Regions from separate parts of the Mus musculus genome. Here region 2 is linked to region 1. Evidence: chromatin contacts called from public Hi-C data. All regions are on one chromosome and are shown on one strand. Each heading gives the region's core, a stretch centred on a gene start, on an enhancer-like site or on the middle of the called end of the contact. The rest is flanking DNA. Distances are from core to core; before and after follow the strand shown. Region 1 overlaps Phactr3 (phosphatase and actin regulator 3). Region 2 overlaps Phactr3 (phosphatase and actin regulator 3).

The links. Hi-C and Micro-C count contacts between places; a contact is called where the count stands out from the background.
Region 2: a contact with region 1 is called in a Hi-C map of cortical neurons, with 2.2 times the contacts expected there. The contact joins two enhancer-like sites. A contact is called at or near these places in 44 of 484 Hi-C or Micro-C datasets (the BV-2 cell line, the CH12 cell line, LSK cells and 25 more), 18 of 115 datasets of contacts at active chromatin or transcription factors (PVALB interneurons, VIP interneurons, astrocytes and 12 more) and 4 of 9 other capture datasets (adipose tissue, embryonic stem cells, liver and 1 more).

The regions. Positions count from the first base shown.
Region 1 is chr2:178,151,424-178,155,983 of GRCm38.p6, reverse strand. The region is part of intron 1 of Phactr3 (phosphatase and actin regulator 3); the gene reads right to left. Among named protein-coding and RNA genes, the nearest start is that of Phactr3, 12 kb to the right of the region's middle. Within about 2 kb of position 1,278, at least 33 of the 459 cell types and tissues checked have an H3K27ac peak or open chromatin away from gene starts, as enhancers often do. A contact at or near this core is called in VIP interneurons, brain, cerebellar granule neurons and 3 more, where this site is marked.
Region 2 is chr2:178,264,350-178,268,873 of GRCm38.p6, reverse strand. The region is part of intron 3 of Phactr3 (phosphatase and actin regulator 3); the gene reads right to left. Among named protein-coding and RNA genes, the nearest start is that of Phactr3, 120 kb to the right of the region's middle. Within about 2 kb of position 3,208, at least 41 of the 459 cell types and tissues checked have an H3K27ac peak or open chromatin away from gene starts, as enhancers often do. A contact at or near this core is called in VIP interneurons, brain, cerebellar granule neurons and 3 more, where this site is marked.

The DNA of each region.
Region 1 (4,560 bases), core at 29-2,528:
TAACTACCTCCCACCTTTCAAAGCCACTGTACTTAGCCTATGCCAGACTCAAGTCTCAGACACATAACGAGCTTTGTCCCTTTGGAAGGGCTCGTCTGATGGGGTTGGTCCAACTGAGGGTGATCACACTTTCTCAGGGTTAAATGTCCCCATGTCACACAGCCTAGGCACAGTAATATCACTGTTACTAGCCTCTTCACACACAGGTGGGGAACTATGCAGGACATAGGTCACTAAGAGTCTCTCCCTCCCTCCTGGCAGAGAAGCATAGGCAACACTCAGTGTGGCTCAGCTGACACTGTCCTAGCTCCACATCCCAAGAGGAGAACTTTATCCCAAACCCCCAAAGCTCACTGTGGCCTAGACAATCACTCCCAGGTCAGAACACACAGGCTCTCTCTTCCCATCAGCTTCTCCTCCTACCAAGCCCTAAAGAGACTGCTGCCTTTCGCGTGGGATTCATGTCCCACAGTGACCCCCATGTCCATGCTGGGCAAAGCCCTTGGCTTCACAACAGTGTGGCCAAATGCCACACAGATGCCCCAGGAGGCACACTGGCCTTCCTAAGAAGACCAGGGTCATGATTTTCTCACAGGCATGTCAGAAATTGAGTCAGACATTTTGCCCAGTGAGCTCAAGGCCATACCCTCCTTCCTCAGCGGTTCCCCCGAAACCCTTACTAGGGGAAGGTCTTAGAAATACGTGGCAGAATCAGTCTGCCAGCAGTGCACACACAGTACACACACTCCTCCTGTCAGTGCACACACAGTGTGCACATGTTCCTCTCTCTGATGTCCCATGCTCTCGCTTAGAGGATACCATCCCTTCCCCTGTCAGGCCTTCCCCTGTCAGGCTTTCCCCTGTCCTGGCTTCTCTCCCACCACCACACTGTGCATTACCCTTCCATACTCTCCAACTTGATACTCCAGTTATGTGTACACCCCAAGCTTTCTCCCCCAACAGGGCTTTTGGCCCAATATGTTTCTTCCCTTTCCTCCAACCTGCCTCTTGCCCTTGTTCAAGTGATTTTCCCAACCTTAGAATCTCCTCCAGCTTGCAGAGCATGCTGGCCCTTGCTGGCCCTGTGCCTTCCTTACATGGCAGCAGGGCAGTCCTCCCCCAGCTTGATGGTACAGCGAGCCACCTGTGCCAAGCCTGCCTGAGCCCACCCCCACTAGACCACTCACTGCAGGAAGGTGGGGCTATGGGTTTGCTCACTGCACATGCCCCATGCCTGCAGCATGCTGGGTACTGTAATTGGCTCACAGTGTGCTGAGAGGGAGGGAGAAGGACAGGGACCACACCTGCTGTGAGGCAAGCGGCACTGCTGCTCTCTGTATCTGTCTTTCTCTTCCTCACCGACTCTCAATGCTGAGAAGAGCTGCCGAGTCCCATCTCTAAGAAGCTCTGGCACCTGAAATGTCACCCGTGAAATGTCAGCAGAGCCCATGGAAGCTGAAGGAAACAAGCCCTCATCCTCCTGTCATAAGGTCACTGATTGGGATGAGGCCTCCAGCTCAAGCCCACAGAGACAGGAGAGTGGCAGAGAGGGAAAGACAAACGGTCAGAAGAAATCACACGTACTCCCCCAGGAGAACAGCTGCTCTGTGCACATCCTGCTGGAATAAACTGGGATCTGCTCATTTTTTAAAAGGCACACAGAGACTAATTACCCACAAATGTGCAGGCCTGTTTTAGCAAAGCACGTGAGCCTGAGGCTGAGCTCTGAGCTCTGAGCCCCTCTGCCAGTTTCACCAGCTCCAGGGATTTCCATCAGGGCCACACCGTTTAGCCTCAGGCCACCAAGAGGTTGGTGGCTTAACCTTTCAGATTTTCTTTTCCTTCCACGCTCTTGCTTTTCTTTGTCACCTGTGAACAGAGATAAGAATTGGCCATAGACAAAAGCCCCTGGCTGCACATTCGGTGTGGGTGCAGAGCATTGAGCAAGGTGTGCACGAGGTGGCTGAAGATGAAGCTTAGAGCAGCCCAAACCCATAGCTAAAGGATGCCAGAATATGATAGAAAGTGGGAGAGACCAAAGAAAATGTTAGAGATAATCGGACATCCACATCACTTGGAACAATTATCTAAAGGCCAGATTAGTCACATTAGCTTCCCAAGGTTGACAAAGAGGACACTGGCTTTTCCCATCCATCAGGGAGCTTGTCAGGCTAGGCCAAACCATCTAAAGTGTGGGACAGTATGTGTAGGTGGCCCTGTGATATGTGGGTAAACCTTACCAACTACTCCCCTCCCCATGGGGACCAGGTAGAGAAAGAAAGCAGAAATCCAGAGAGAGAAAACAGAAATTCTCTCTAAAGCTTCAACTTCATATGAAAACAGATCAGCTGTCGCAGGGACTCTGGGAAAGTAGGCCAGCAGAACACAAGAGGCCCGGCACACACGCCCCTTCCAGAGCCGACACCGACCTCAGAACCTGAGGGAGTCCTGGTGTATGGGGTCAGTCTCAGCCTAGAGCCCCAGCTGCCCTCTGAATCACCCTTTGACCTGGGTGTTCTGGTTCTCCTATGGAATGCCTTGAAGGAGGGCTCCCCTGTGCACCCTACTGCTCCAGGCTGTGCAAAGCAGAGTTGAAAATCCCTTGGGGGATTGGCAGCAGCGAGCCATCCCAGCGACCAGCAGGGCATCTGGAAGATGTGGACAAGCAGTGGATCACAGCTTTCCTCTGTCACACACTGAGGTACACAGGAGTCACCCCATGTCCTCGGTCGAAGCTCTTCCCTACAGACAAGAGAAGCTGCAGATGGCTCACAGAGGCCTGGCTATTCCTGGGTTCCAGGTACTATGCTCAATAAACAAACTGCCCTTCTAAGTAGTCCCTTCTCTAGGCAACCCTCACTGTGCACATAGGGAAACCGAGACTCAGAGAGGTCAGGTGGACCTGTCAAAGTCACACTGTGACCACAGTGGGCTGATAGGAGAACCCAGAAATTCTGACGCCAGAGTCCACGTTCCTGTCCGTGTCCTTCAGGGCCTGGCCAGCTGACTGCCTAACATCAGGTGCACCAAATCAGAAATGGCAGGAGACCACAAGATGGACCTGACTTCAGGAGGCCACAGAATGGGGAACCACTGGGGGGTGGGGTGGGGGGCTGTGGCAGCCCTGGCTAGACTTAAGAGTATATCCCTGTGACAATCAAAGGAGCACAGTGGAAAATTGTCCCTTGGCCTAAAGCTGGCCATGTGTCAACTCCAATAGAATCTACAGGAGAAAATGTTGACCCTGAAAGGCCGATGTGTTTAATTCCCACCCCTGCCCAAGACAGCATTAGCTGGGCTAGACCACAGGCTTGAGATATATAAGAGACACACAGGGAACAGCCACTGCTGAGCCCAATGGAGATCACCTGCCAACTAGCTTGCAGACACCCCAGGATGGAAGTGTGCTGCTGCAGGCCATGTGGGGGATTGGAAGGGGCACTAGGGTACTTCTGCAAGCCAGTAGCATTGCAGAAAAGGAGCAGAAACAATGTGTCTAGCACGTACCACATACATAGCTTGGATTTCCTCTATGGATACTCCAGTCAGACAGCTCTATAGGCGGTGTAGTCCTCTTCCTAGTCTCCATGCACATGGCTGTGTGTAAATATCAGCTGATCTGATAGAGAAATAACCATCAAAGGACCCCAGACCAGTGTGATAATAACTGATGGCAGAGACTGCATCATGCTGGTGCCTCCATTATCTCTACCTCGGGCAAGACCTTTAGGATCTTTCTATACTTCAATTATTGGCCACTATGGCATTAGGAATATTTTAAGACCATCTTCCTTTTTCACTAAAACATATCTGTTTCAAAAATTATCCAGTCCTCCCTGGGTATCCATGAGGATTGATCTAGGACCATAATCTAGCGAGATTCAAGTCCCTGACAACAAACGGCTGTTAGTCTGACTAGAGCCCATCTGCCTTCCTGGGTGCTTTAAGTCATCTCCAGATGAGTTACGATGACAAAAACACTGGAAATACTGTTAGTTGTTGCCGAACCAACACACACACACACACACACACACACACACACACACACACACACACACACAATATAAAGATGGCTCCATTGTAATTTTGAGCAAGCATGAGGACCCAAGTTCAGATCTACCCACATAAACAGACTATCTGAGCACATCCATCCACCTGTAGTCCTAGTACTGGGGAAGAGGGGGGAATCCCTGCTGCTCACCAGACAAACGATCCCTATCCCCATTCATACATAAAGCATAAGAGGATAATAAAGGCTGCAGGCAGGGCAGGCAGACCCTCAGAGCAGGAGCAGAGACCGTCCTGGGGCTGAAGGAAGGCCAGTAGTTCATGTAATCTGCAGAACAAACTAAGCCCAGGAAAGCACCACCCAGGCCCAGGCTCTCTTCTAAAGAGAAGCAAGAAGACTACTTCTGGACTCTCTTCTGATTTTAAATTATCAGGAGGACTTTTATCTTCGTCTGGATACAGATGTTCATGAAAGAACACAAAGGGAGAGGGATGATGGTGGTGGTGGTAGTGGTGATGATGATGATGATGGTGGTGGTGGTGATGATGATG
Region 2 (4,524 bases), core at 1,959-4,458, 110 kb before region 1:
GTACCCCGAGGTGCTAGGGTTGTTACATAGCGACATTGCATTGGGGACCCCAGTGCAGTAGGTGGGTGGCTGCAGCCATTCATCTCTGTGTCACCAGTGACTGTCAGTCACCTATGTGTCTAGAATCTATGAAGACAGATGCTGCCCTTTGACCCAGACGGCGAATACTCTAAAGACTTCGGAGATGGCTTATGGGAGAGCAAATGAAACCCAATAAGGATCAAAGGATGGAGCGAAGCCGTGTGAGAATTTGCATAGCAGCCTTGCCAGGATGAGGGACTTGCAGCCTTTCATGAGGCTTCAGGAAAGCCCAGACCCTTCTCCTGAGGCTCAGCTGCTGAGGCATCTGAGGGTCGGTGCCTGACTTGTTGCTCTTAGGAGAGCCCAACCTTTTGAGGGCCAGAATTGAAACAGGGACCCTAACACAATTGGACCTATAGGAGTAAACATTTCCTAGGAAACCAGGCTGGGAGGGAAAGGCCAAAGCCATGGTAGCAGACAGGTTCACTTCCCAGGGAGGAGAGAACCTTGTTTTGGTGGTTTATCTCACAGGTAAGTCACCTCATGCGTGGTTCCTGCCTCCATTTCATCTTTCCTATAAAATTATGGCACAGATACAGGAATAGCAGAGAGGATGAAAAACTTCCTGCCTCCCAGTTTGGGCCAAACTATAAGGCTGAAACGTACCTGACAGCTTGGGCTGACCAGCCAGCCTTTCCTCCCCTGTGCTGGGCTCAAGGGATGGCAGCCACGCCTAGCTCTTTACCAACTGAGCTATCTCCTCACCTAAATATACCAGTCTCCCTTTGCCAATATCTGTCACCTAATTTCTTCTGGAATACAGGGAAGCCGAGGCAGTAGGTTCTTGGGCCCCTCGTGCCTAGTAACAAAATCACTTCTCAGCCACATAGCTAGCTCCAGGGAAGCTGATCAGAATGTCCCTTCTGAGATGCCGAGTCCGCTCTGATGGAGGGCACTCACACGTTCTCCCACATGAAGCTCTTGGTCCCTGACTTACGGAGACAGGATAGAGTGTGCAGTGTGGTCTGCAGAGATTTCTTAGCCCTGGACACACAGGGTGCTGTCCTGGCTGTAGCCTCCCATGTGCTTCTCCACAGGAGTAGAAGATCAATTATTTAAAGGTCAAAACCCCCTTTTGCTAGCCAATCTAGCCACCCACCTACTGCACTGGGGTCCCCAAGACTGTTCACTTGATCCCCATACCGGGACAGAAGCTCACCATGTTTCTAACACACATCCCACTGCTACCTATCAGAACCTTAGTTTTCTTGTCTACAATGTGGGACTAGTGTTACTGCAGGCTTTCTTGCCTTTCTGTAGTAAGAAATATGCTGTACTCTAAGGTAAGTGAGCTGCAGGTGCCAGGTCTCCTTGCTGCCGGTGTGGTTTGTGAAGAGAAAGCCAAACAACTGGCCTCATCCTTATGTCAACAGTAGCCTCAAGACAGCACTGTTCTCTCTCCCTGAGGGTTCTTGTAGGCCCAGGACCAAGCCCAGGCTTCCTGCCTGATCTACCGCTTTCTGTCATCTCTCAGAAGATCTGAAATTGACTTCTTGCTCACGATCTCCCATCAAGGTACTTCCACCTCCATAGGGGAATTGCTGAAAGGCTAGTCTCACCAGAGGTCTCAATATCTATGCCTGGGGTGAGCTCCTCTTTGGGCCACAACCCCTGCCCTGAAGTTCTGGCAAGTCTAGTTGCCTCTTCTAGAGGCAGACCCAGCAACATAAATTCCAGAGTGACAATACCCTGCTGGTCCACACAGTACATACACTGCTGGTCTACACGGTGACCACACACTGCTGGTCCACACAGTATCACACACTGCTGGGCCAGACAGTATCACACACTGCTGGTCTACACAGTACCACACACTGCTGGTCTACACAGTGACTATGCACTGCCATCACACAGTGACCAAGCACTGCTGAACACATGGCCTGCTCTTTCCGGTGGCTTTACAGAACCCCAGGACCAAAGGGAAGCGGGCTCTGGACCACATTCGGCTTCTGGCTCTCACTGTCAAGCTATCCTTGGGCCAGAGACAAACCCAGAACAGCCAAGGACATAGAATCAGATGTCACCAAGCTCAAGACTGTGTTTTTAGTTCCCTGTGACTGGCTTGCTGGTTATTGACACACCTCTGTGACAGTCGCTGTTGCCAGGTTCCCTCAGGCAGTGTGAAAATGTCACTACCCTTGAGAGATCACATGACATGATGCTGATCACCATGAAGGGGGCATCATGAGGCTCTCTGGAATCTGAACACTGATTAAGTCCGACTAGTTTCTATGTGGTAACAAGGCAGGATGCAGTGTGTGTGCTCCTGTGTATGTATGTGTGCATAAACGTGTATATATGTACAGACATCCCACAGAGTGCCCATGTGCTGTCACTGCAGCTACTCAGTGAGACAGTTGTACAGACAGACAGGAGGGCCAGATCTGTAGTCACTATCCAATCAGGACTGGAGATTTGAAAGAGACACTCTTGTCCCTCCATTTGGCTGACAATGCTCCCTAAGGAATAAGAATTCCCCCAAGAATCACATACTGGGAGGAGGAGATGGCTGAAGTCTGTGCCAGCTGCAGGGGCAGCAGCTTGTTAGACCACCTTGCTGGAGAGAGAATAATGGCCGTTGCAGCCACACCCTGATGGCTTTGCTGTACACCTCCTGCCTTTTGTTTAAACCTAAATCTCACTTTAGGACTTGAGGACCCACTGGGCATTTCTGTTCTCCCCACTGAATAAACCTGGTTTTCTCTATTAACCTGTCTCTTTAATTAGCCTAACTGAGAACAGGTTGATGAACCTGACTTGTCAGAGATTCTGTTACCACCACCAGGGTGGGTGCTGCACCTGAGACAGGTGAACGTGAGGTGGATCCTGTCACTCCGAGCCCCTCACTGCCCTGTGGGGTGGGGACAGGGATAGCTGTTCACTGCTGAAGTGGACTCAAGCCTGAGAAAGGGCCCATGTCTGCTGTGATTTACAGCCATACCTCATCATCATCACTATAACAAAGCTGCCCCTGAAAGGCCCAGGGACCCCCAGTCCCATCTACCACTGCAGGACTGCATTGCCTGTATCAGTGCCTGCAGCTCGGCAGTCCAGTGGTCCTGTTCTGGGCTATGCACAGAGCTCCTGCCCAGAATCACACTCAGTAAGAAGCTACAGTTCCCAAAATAGTCCTGGTGGCAGGGCCTGTTGCTAAGAAACGCTGGGTGGAGCCAGGGCAGTGTGGAGGTGGGGCTCCTGCCCCTTCCTCTGTCACTGGGTCAGCTGCCTCCTCTGGCCAACCTTTGTCTCCATCATTGCTCATCTCCTCTCAGAGCTGCAGGGGGAAACACAGAGATGTGCATGCTTTATACATGAACTTCTATGAAAGGGACCTGACACAGACATGCACAGAAACACGCATATGCATGTTCACAGTGGGAGCACATGTGTGCATGCCAGGTAGTATGCATGCAAACACACAGAAACCAGGCAGACTTTTCCAGGGTTCCACTCCCCTGAAAGCCTCGTGATACCCATGTCGATGAGCACAGCACTAATGTAAGACGCATCTTATAAAACACCCAGTGCCATCAGGATAGGACAGTCCTTAGGTCATCGAAGAAAACATCAAGTCGATGGGTTGCAGAGTAAGGGAAGGAAGCCGTTCAAGGAATGAGTATTGTCAGCACTAGAAACGGGCAAGACCCTGTTCCTAATCAAGGAGGTGGGTTGGAGACAGTCCCAGACATCGGGGAGGCAGAGTGGGAAAAGGTCACCTCTCCTCATAGCAGCTGTCTGACAGTGCCACAAACAAGGTCCCAGCATACTACCAGCCCATGTAAGGGGTTACTATGCAGCCCAGCACACTAGCAGCATGGTGGAGATGTAAGGGACAAGGACCAGGGGACTCGTGATGTGCATTTGTTAACCTTGGTGCAGAGCTGACACTCCTGGCCACCTGCAGGATCTTTCCTACCAGCCATGTTCTGAGGCAAGCTCCAGGGAGCATGTGAGCACGTGTTCACTTGCAGTCACTTGCAGGCGTGAGCGTGAGGTGCACGACTTTCCGAGAAGACAGCAGGCAGATTTCATTGCTGGGCAGCGAGCTCTTGTGTCTACTAAGGCTTCTGGGCATGTCTGGGGACGTCCTGTCCATGGTCAGGTCTTCCCTCCCTCTCAGTACCTCCTGAACTGCCTGGCTATGAAGTTTGGCCTCAGTGAGACAGGCTCCATGAGGGCAGTCGACCACAAGGGGGCACCCACGGCTGCATATTGCTCCTACTCGCCTGGGAGAAGGCAGAGCTGAGCCAGAAGAATCCATAACCCACAGCCAGAAAAGCTGTCCCCACACACCTATTCCCACACCCACAGCCACCACGGGGAAAAGAGGAGGCGCTGTGATCTCCCAGTAGTCTGTCTCACACTGACCCCTGCAGGGCTCCTGAGCTCCTAATCTGGAAAGGTGCAGCAGTTTCCTGCTGCCATGAGAATCCTGGGGGACTT